2 separate regions of the Gossypium hirsutum genome follow, and region 1 is linked to region 2. A link is a contact called in public Hi-C data. All regions are on one chromosome and are shown on one strand. Each heading gives the region's core, a stretch centred on a gene start, on an enhancer-like site or on the middle of the called end of the contact. The rest is flanking DNA. Distances are from core to core; before and after follow the strand shown. Region 1 has its middle 18 kb from the start of LOC121224054. Region 2 overlaps LOC107913660 (a long non-coding RNA gene).

Region 1 (5,574 bases), core at 2,371-4,870, 170 kb after region 2:
CAGGCCTAACATATTTGTTAAAAGTGATTGGTGTAATGCTATTTTTTGGTTTGGGTGCCCTTTAAAAGCCTCAAGGTGTGTTGGGTCTATTGTAGAGTTTTGCATTCATCACAGTAAGAGTTAGAGTTGGGAGATTAGTGAAATTTCGAAGGAGTTAAATGGGAATGCTAATTGCCTTGCTAAGGGTGGGGTTAATAGAAAGTCTAACTAGTTATAGTTTTGTAATTGAAGTTGTGTGAATAATATGCTTATCTTATTTTATTTGTAGTTTAAAATAGGTTATAAGTCTTTATATTTTTATTTTATAAATTTGAAATTTATTCTTTGTATTTTTTAAAGAATTTAGTCTTACCTTTTAAATTTTAAAGTTCAAATCTAATTATTAACATTGTTAATTTTTTTTTAAAATTTGAGTTCATAACATCATTATTTTAATTACACCGCTACAAGTGAGTATTTTTTTTATTTCAAAATGTCATATAAACAAATTTAAAAAAAATCTTAATAAAATATGAAAGTAAAAAAACCAAATTCATAATAATAAAAAGTTAAATTTCAAATTTATATGAAATACAAAAACTAATAGTTTCTCTCTTTATTCTTATAAGATGGGCCCCGTGCGTTTTGTGAGGCTCTCTTTAGGTTGACTTTAGTTTTATCTTATGATTTTTAGTCTCTCCACCCAAAACAAAAATACAAGCACTAACTGAATTCAAAATGACAAAACTAAATAATTTTAGACAATTTATTTTCAAATAAATCCATGATTTGAATGTGCGACATTAAAACTCCTATTTACCATTAAACAAATTTATTGGCAAAACTATTCGGTTTATATATATGCATTAAATGATTATATATTTATCCATATAATACAAAATCAAATCCATGCGTATATTTATTTTCTTAGAAAAATGATTCGAAATTTTACGTGAAAAAATTATAATTTTATTGTTAAATTGATAATTCACAAATTAAAACATCAATTATACATAAAATTATAAAAGCATGCTAAATTAATTACATTTTCCTGGTTTAAATTTTAGTGGGAGCTCAAATATGGAGGTCCTAACTTTACTTGTAATTTGAATAGCTGTATGCAAATATCAATCCAAAAAGTCCATTTCTAGCCAACTAAATACTATTTCTAGCCAACCAAACACTAATCAATCGAAACTAACATATTACAATAAAATAATCAAATATATATATATCCATATCCAATTTCCATTGAAGTAGCTTTTCTTTGCTAAACGGCAAACCATTTCCAGTCCACTAGTTTATAAATTTGTCTTTAATAATAAAATTATTCAATTAGATGACATTGACTTAAAAAAAAAACAAATTATTGACTTTGCGCTAATTGTCAACTCTAAATTGTCGAAATATAGTGGTTGAGATCATCATAATGATAAAGCAACAAAGCGGATGTGGCGCATATTAAACCACACGACGGCTTGATTTGACTTTAAATTGGTTTTTTATTCTAAAATTTGTTCACCAACGCCATTATGGATTAGGTTTTATTGAAAGTAATGGCAATTATATTGCTAGTTACCCAATTATAAAGCTAATGCTAACACAATTAGTTTTGTCCACTTTGAACAAATTATCTTTATTTGGTAATTATGTTATATATTTTACTTGGCTATTATAGATTAAAATATTAGGGGTTTTGTTGAGTTTGGTGTTGTAGTAGTATTAATTATTAAAGTAGGGTAAAAGGTATAGTTATTATTAAATCATATCTTGATAAAATGAAATGAATGTTTAAGAGAAGTGTGGTTTAATTGATTTATTTTGAAAGTTCATAAAACCATAGTTAGCAATAGCTAGGTTTTCGTTTTAATGATATGTATTAATCCATCAATAAATTTTAAATTTGACTATTTGTTATGAATATATTTGCTAATAGAATTAATCAAAGTTATGAATATATTTTGTTTTTTAATTAATTCTGATTATATTTTGGTGTTCTTTGAGAATTTGATATTCTCTATTTTTTATATAATATCTAGAACTACTTATATTCTTTTTTCAATATTTAAATAAGAGGATAAATACGTTTTACTCGAACTTACATTTTTTTTATTGATGATGATGTCGATACTAATTAAACTAAAACTCAATCAATTGATATTCGCTAATTTTGTATCCCGATTTTAAACGTTTCATTTCTAATAAATTTCGACTTAACAAAAAAAAAATAGGCCCTACATTTAAAGTAATGAGATTTAAAAGCCAAATAATTTATATTATATCTCAATATTTAAATTGTCTAAGGTTTGGACTACTTATTCCATCTAATAGGCCCTACTTTTTTGGATTGAGGCCCGCCTTAGATAAAGTTATTCATAATTCGGCTGGTTTGAAAGGATCGAAATTACCACTTAGCAACAAAAATTGTTTTAATTTAAATTTAATTACAAAGTATATTAATATGAAGGATAATTATTTGATACATTATGAATATTTTTTTTTAATTTTACAAGTGACAAGTGTTATATTTATTTATATAATTAATTTTTTTATTTTTATTATATCCTATAATATATTTATTAAATTTTCAACTTATTTATGGAGTTTAAACGGTACATGAAATAAATTTTCAAATACTAATATAAAAATATAATTTAATATTTTATGAATAATTGTTGAAACATAAAAGATTTTCAAATAACAATTTAATTAGATTTGACTCTCGACTAAATACGACTCGATCCATGTCCTGATGTGCACATCTAGCCTATAAGCGTAAAAGAAAATTACTTGCCGCTAAAGAAAAAGAAAAGTCAGGCTAAATCATTAATTACTATATGGACTCTTTAGGCTTTCAAACCATATAAAAGAATATTGTTTGTGCACAAACATTAAAGAGAATTGAAGAACTCACATTGTCTTTTCTTAAATTTTGATGGCAAAAATGAAAAATAAAAAATAAAAAATAAAAAATAAAAAATAAATCATATTTGTTAATAATACTTGTACATTGAAAAAGTCTAATGTAGTATCTAAATTATCAATATGTGTTTTATTATATTACCTGATGTTAACAATATTAGTGAATTATTAAATCAACCAATTAAAGTTTGATATATAGAATATTTTTTCAAATCATGGAATCCACATAAGGAGACAACATGAGTTCCATAAATTATGACCTGCCAAAACCACTAATCAATAATGGTTGGACATGTGTCCGTCATATTAGCTGGCGGAAACTTAAATGACGACCTTTCAAAATTCAAGAAAGACACTGTCCAAAAGTCTCATTTGCACAACACATGCTACTCTTCACCAAACATACATTCCACGCGCATTCATCATTATAAACAAAAAATGATGATCCTCTCAAGGAAGGTTGCTTTATATCATCTTCCCTTAACTTGGGGGTAATTGTTATAAAATACTTTGGTAATGTAAGCTTCGCCCCCTTATCTCATTGTGGCACAACTTTGTCAGCCTTGTCAAGAGCAACAATTTGCCAAGGTCGGGTTTCGTGAACATATACATGCATAACATGTAAAACTCTTATGATCTACCTCATAATGACAGGTGTTGAGAGGTTTCTTGCATGACTCACACATGGGACTTTGCCTAATCGTCTCCATCCTATCGCCGCTTATCTAAAGGGTTATTATGCTCCCCAAGTGTCTGACCAAGATGAGACATGTGTCAAAATCCAAGACTAAGAGAGGGCCACTCTCACCTATAAATACTAGTCCTTAGCCTTGGAAAGGTCTTATGTTTTTCCTCTTACTCTTTATCTTAAGAATAGAACACCTTCCCTTACGACTCTCGATATGTTCTTCGCCCTATGAATCGTCATCTCCTCTTCCAAATTTGATTCGTCATTAACAAAAATTAAATTTCATTTTTAAATGAAGTAGAAAAAATTCTCAACCGAGAATAAAAGTTTGATCTAGCACGATTAGTAAAAAAGCTTACATAAGTTAGTTCATATAGTGATCTATTTTTTTATTGTACAAAATCTAGATGAAAATAAAGTAATCAAGTAAACTTCCAAATTTTTAATACAATTCTAAGTCTGAATAAAATAATATAAATTTATTATCACACCGTATATCGATTATGAACCAAAATATGAACCAATGCATTGAGCAAATTCCTTCTTAAAGCTAAAATAGAGTTACACAAAAATGAAAAAAAATACAATTCTATTAAAAATTTAAGTTCAAATCTCACTTCAAATCCCACTAATATAATAACTACGTATATATTAGTGGGAGACATGATGATTAAGGTATTTCTATGTGGCTGTGAATTAGTTTTGGTGATAGGGGTCGGAAGGACTAATAGTTAGGAGAAGCATTCTACTCTAGGGATGATTCTTTTATTTTCCTGTTTTGTTTCTTTTATCTTATTTTCAATGGAAGAGAGAAAGATTGAGGAATGTTCTTGCATGAAGGAAAGAGACTAGGGATAGCAATTGGAAATCTTGCATGCTTGTAAGTTTTCTAATCTCTCTACATTAGCAAATTCAAGAAAAAGAGGGTAGATAAGGGTATCAATTAATTATTGGTTCTGTTCTGTTTTGAGGTAAAGTGACAAATATGTTGGATCTAGTGCCCTAAGTGTAGTATATTCATTTGTAAAACATGTAATTTTTTCCTAATATATTGATTAATAAAAAAATTCATTTATTACAATTAATAAACTTTGTATTATTGTCCTCAAATGGTTTTTGCATGCAAAGGAAAATAGTAGCAAATGTTGCTCACTGGTTGTCTATTACTTAAACTAATACTAAGTGGTATTACGTGGTTAGATCATAGTATAGAAAGATAACTTATATTAGTATACGAACCTAAACATGTCCTTAGTCTAATTGGAAATGAGAAAATCGATTGAAAGACTAATATGTTGTCTATCATGTCCAATTGGAGAGATGCCTTGTCTTAGGCATCAGAGTGGATGACTCCAAGAAGATAGAGACATATGTGACTGACTGGACTGACAGTACATCTAATTGGACTCAACCAGAATAGATCCTAAATTCGTTTATGGATTTATTCACTTGAGACGTTCATAGTGTGACATACCTAAATCTTGAGTGGATGGCAGACTATGTATGTGGGACTTGTACACTTTAATGTAAGAAAAAGCCTGAGTTTGAATAGATAAAGAATCGAAAGTTGGTGCGTTGGGTGTACGACTTCTATTGTACGTAGAATCATTCACAATAGTAGAATTCATAGCCTGAGACATGGGTAAATAATATCCTTTCATTGACATGCATGGTAATGAAAAGTAAATGTGGCCACTGTTCATCTGTCTTTGTGATGGATGACTTGATCACTATTTGATAGTGATGGACTTTTCATGAAGGAAGATGTAATGGTTATCATGAGATAAAATAAGATTATATTTGGAGAGCGGATATTATCCTAAAAAGATCAAGGATATCCTATGAGGGTAACACATTTATGATAAGGCCATTGGACAAGCACTAAGTAGTTGCTTTCGTAATGGTATGTCATTAGGGAGAGGTCAATCACGATACTATAGCGGAATAACTTCGTGACTAAATGAGTTTATAATTAATAAGTGAAA
Region 2 (5,105 bases), core at 1,044-3,543:
AATTAGTTTGAGAGGCTAAATGGGTAAATGTTATTATTGAGACTCTATCTATCAAAAGCGTTAATGGAGAATATTCATTAAGTAAGTACCTAGTGAGGTAAATTCTGTTACGGACTCTTTAGCTTATCTGATAAAAGGTTTTCCCATTAGTGTGAGAATTTTTCATTTTACGCCTTTATTAATTGATGATCAAATATGGATAGACAGAAAGTTTCTGTTACCTAACTCTAACCCTATATTTGCTCATAATTGATGCTTTTTACATCTTGTTACCATAAAAACACAATGCTGTTTAAGTGGTATATTTTTCATAATATTGATATTTCATTTTTCTATCGTTTTAATTAAAATGATATGTTGAGATTTTATAATAGTATAAAACTAAACCGAGAGAATAACTTGATTCACTTCATGAATTTCACATTAAATTCATTGATTTAGAACTTTATTAAAGGTTGATAAAAGTGGTGGAGCAGAATAGGTTTCGTGAATGAATACTTCATTCCGAATCTAGTATCTTCGATAATTACTATTTTACTCCTTCTAACGTTTTATGTATTTCTTTTTATATTTTTAATATAGATTAAATATACACTAAAATCATACATATACCAACCTCATTTATATGATTATCTAAATTGTTGATTGAGTAGTGTCACAAGTTAACTAAACATCGATTTTATTAAAAAATTTATTAAACTACTTTTATATATTTGAAATAAATTATATTTTATAAAAGTATTTTTATTTTTTTAACATTTTAAATAAAATCAATGAAAAATTATAAATGATAAGATCTAAATCTATATCATCAATATGTAAAAAACCTCAACTTTATTATTGCAACCAACATTTGATTTGGGTTAAATCGTTATTTGGGATTTAAACTTGATAACATTTTTTATGTTGGGATTTGAATATTTTCTTTGCCCAAGTTAAGTTCGGTTATTCTTATATTAAAGCTTGAACTTGGACAATATTTTTTCACATTGAAGCTTGAATTTTTTTATCCAAGTTAAACTTAAACTTGACAATAGTTTTCATATTAGGGTATAAACTTGACAATTATCTTCATATGTGAAAATTTTGTCAAATTTAAAACTTAACTTAGACTGAAAAATTTCGGATATCAATATAAAAATAAATATAAATTCAAGATGTAACTTAAATATAAAAAATTTAGACCTCATAATTTTTTTACATTTTAGTATTATTATATAGGTGAAATCATGTGGCGATGACAAAATACAGGTAGCCAACAGGATAGAGATAGGGATAGCTGAAGATAACGTCAATTGCGGCGCCAGGTTGAGAGAGAACTTCTGAGAAAAGATTGTTGGGATTTAATTTGGAGGAAAGCCAAAATATAGGCATTGGGTTCTTCACATATCTCAAAGGTTGGTTTTATACACAATTTTAAAACTAAAATATATAAAAGAAAAAAAAAAGGGCTGACTTGAGCTCGCTTGATCACACATTTCTATGAGTGCATCTATTCCTTCCAACCTCATGAATATTTTGGATGGGATACCCATAGGTTTATATTACACAGATATTTTAAATTAATTTAGGTGAAGGGAAACTATTACCTTCTAAAGTAAGGGCATCTCATTTAGGGTTGAGATCGGTTAGCTTTGATTGAATTTTTCAACCTTTCTTTTATAATTTTATTTTTATATTAATTTTAAGATTTGAATCTCTAAATTTTATTTGATAAAAGAAATTTTATAGCCTTTTACATAATTATTAAGTAAGTATTTTTTTAAATGTTATATCAATAAATTTAATAAAATAAATTTAATAATATTAATAATTGAACATAAATATTAAAATCTAAAAAATAAAAGAATTAAGTTCTTAAAAATAAAAATACAAAATTTTAAAATTAAGAAAAATACAAAAACATACAGTATATTTTAAACTTTTAAATATGACCCTAAATAAAAATAAATTGGAGTAACCAAAATTTTTAAAATTATAAAAAAAAAAAGAAAGCGTCTAAACACCATGATTCAAGAATTGTAAAGCGAGCAGAGGTAAGGTTGAAATAAATTAAAAGTCAAAACGTTGAGAAATGAAAGGAGTTAATAGTTGCGTAAAAAGAACGCGAAAAAAGGATCCCATATTATATTATATTATATTCCTCAATTCTTTCAAAAGAAAATATATATTATATTCCTCAATTCCCAATTTCGAAAGCCACTGAAATTGAAATAATTAAATGTTGGATCATGTGAAAGGATGTGGGTATGTACGTAAGTAGGCATGGGACCTACTTTGACGCGCTTACACGTCGTTTCTTACGTGGACATCACTTTCAGCCCTTTCATTTGCATTCGCATTCGCCTACTCTACTCTCTCTCTTTCTGCTTTTCTTTTTCAATTGTTTTTAGATACATCATTTATACTGTAGTATTGGTTGAGTTCTAGTTACAGTTACCTTAAGATCAAACATTGATATTATGTTTTTTAAGTAAATCTTTTTACAAAAACTTTATATAAACTATTTAAAATCACATAAATTTTATATTAATATTTTATTTATTTAAAAAGTCTTTGAATGTTTCACAATTAAATTGGGGCACAATTAGATGCTGAATTAAAGTAATTATATTAATATAGATAAATAAATATATAAATATCTTGTAATATAATAAAAATAGAAAATTATACTGTAGTCACTTACTATTAGTAAGTTTCTTTTTTTGTCGCTCAACTATGAAAAATTATAAAATTTCATATAATTATTCAATTTTTTTTGTCACCAATTAACATTGTTATAACAAAAAGTTGTTGCGGTAACTTTTAAAATTGACATATTAACAATTTTAACCTTCAACATTTATATATTATGCTAATTTGATAGATTCTAAAATAAATTAAACCCTTAAAGCTTTAATAGTGTGTAATTTGATCATTTTGCAATTTTATTTTTCTTTGTAGCATTTTTTTGACATTGTCCTTGCATTTGATTCAATGTAAAAATGAACAACAACAAGAAACAAAACAACCCAAATTTTAGTACCTAATTCAATTACTTGAAAATTAAAAAAAGTACCCACTTCATTAATTTAATCTAATTGTATGTCTAACAACTTAAAAAAAATGAGCTTTGATTTGCTTCGTCAATGGCTAGCTCAAGCTAACAAAAACTGGATTAATTATCATTGAAAGATATTAAGTTCTTAGTCATTTGAAGTATAAGGAAAGCAAGGCATTTGAGGATTGTCTAGTTTGTAAACATTGAGCACTAAATTTTTAAAAATTAAGAATAAATTGACACAATGTGTAAATGTTAATGACTAAATTTTTTATAATGCCAATTTCAAAAATTGTCATGTCATCTTTCTATTAACCATTTAACAACATATGACTAAAAAGGAAAAAAAATTGAATAGTTACTTGACCGATTTGTAACTTTTCATAGTTGAGTGACCAAAAAAGAAACAACATGATAGTTGGGTGGCTACTAGTTGGGTGGCTACTAGTGTAGTTTACCCTATTAAAAATGATCTTTTGGGATTTTTTCAACTAAGTTTTTATCAAACACATCCATAGTCAAAGGCTTCCTATTAATATAAATATATATATAGATAGATAGATGTATTAGGAGTTAATTGCGCTATTCATTAAACATTCTAATTATACCTTCAAACTATAAATGTTATATCAATAAGGTCCATCCGTTATTAAAATTGTTAATTTAGTAATTAAATGAGATGTCAAATATCATGTGGCATAGTTTAAAATGAAAATTTTAAAGAAAAATGATTATTGTAAAAATCTTGGTTTTGAGATTTTCGAAGCTGTTATAAAAGTTTTATTATTCACTCTCTCCTTTTTCGATTTTACTTTATTTTTAGTTTTAACTTTTAAAAGTTATGTGGTGACGTATTACTTTTATTTAAAATTTTTATTTTAAATTATGCCTCATAAGATTTGACATGTTATTTAACGATTAAATTAATGGTTTTAATAATAGAAAGACTTGATTGATATAACATTGATAGTTTAACCATGTCATTAGAATGTTTTGAAGTTTGGGGACCAATTTAGAACGAATGTCATAGCTTAAGGATGTTTAGTGCAATTAACTATTTATCAATAATAATGTTTTTCTTTTTAAGTAAATCTAATACATGAGTTAATTGCACTAGACATTCTCAAAATATGACATTCATTTTAAAAAACTTATTCATAGCCTCAAATATGAGGAACACTGATAGAGTACTGTCAGGAATTTCGATATACATTCAAGAAAACATGAATGTCGAGCTTGTCAAGAAGTTTAAACCCGAGGAAATTCTAACGGCAATTAAAGGTATTGCACCACTGAAAGCTTCAGGTATGGACGGTTTCCCAGCCCTTTTCTTCCACAAGTATTGGCATATTGTGGGGGAGGAGGTTACAAAGTTTTGTTTAGAAATTCATAATAGGAAAAAGGAGTTCAACGTTATTAACTATACTAGTATAGTGCTTATTCCAAAAGTTGATTCCCCAAACTGCATGACACAATTCAGGCAGATTAGTTTATGTAATGTGGTGTATAAAATCATATCCAAAATAATTGTAAACAGATTTAGAACTGTGTTGGACAAATGCATTGGTGAGGCGCAAGCAGCTTTTGTTCATGGACAACAAGTCATAGATAATGCGATCATTGCCTATGAGGTTTTACAAACATTAAAATAATAAAGAGAAGGAAATCGGGGCTATTTTGCATTAAAATTATATATGAGCAAGGCCTATGATAGGGTTGAATGAAATTTTATTGAACAAGTAATGAAACAAATGGATTTTTGTGATGAATGGCTGAATCTTGTGATGGGGTGCATCCGATCGGTGGAATATTTGGTTCTGTTTAATAGGATTAGAGGAGAAAATTTTAAGCCTTCAAAGGGTTTGAGACAAGGGGACCTTTTGAGTCCATACTTATTTCTTATTTGTGTAGAGGGTTTTTCTTCACTCATTCAATTGGCGAAAAGAGAGGGAGCTATTAAAGGCGTAAGGATGGGGAGAGGAGGACTTACTTTAACTCATTTGTTCTTTGCTGATGACAGTATATTATTTGGGGAAGCAAGTTTGGAAGGTGCAAGTGCTATTAA

What was found. A called contact is a pair of places that touch in the nucleus more often than the background predicts.
Region 1: a contact with region 2 is called in a Hi-C map of leaf, with 2.3 times the contacts expected there. The contact joins two enhancer-like sites. A contact is called at or near these places in 7 of 34 Hi-C or Micro-C datasets (callus, hypocotyl, leaf and 1 more).

What each region holds. Positions count from the first base shown.
Region 1 is chrD11:36,910,026-36,915,599 of Gossypium_hirsutum_v2.1, forward strand. No RefSeq gene overlaps it. Among protein-coding and RNA genes, the nearest start is that of LOC121224054, 18 kb to the right of the region's middle. Within about 2 kb of position 3,621, at least 6 of the 9 cell types and tissues checked have an H3K27ac peak or open chromatin away from gene starts, as enhancers often do. A contact at or near this core is called in hypocotyl and leaf, where this site is marked.
Region 2 is chrD11:36,741,763-36,746,867 of Gossypium_hirsutum_v2.1, forward strand. It overlaps LOC107913660 (a long non-coding RNA gene), which reads right to left. Exons shown (of 4, transcript XR_005920537.1): 4 at 3,048-4,502. Among protein-coding and RNA genes, the nearest start is that of LOC107913660, 4.8 kb to the right of the region's middle. Within about 2 kb of position 2,294, at least 5 of the 9 cell types and tissues checked have an H3K27ac peak or open chromatin away from gene starts, as enhancers often do. A contact at or near this core is called in hypocotyl and leaf, where this site is marked.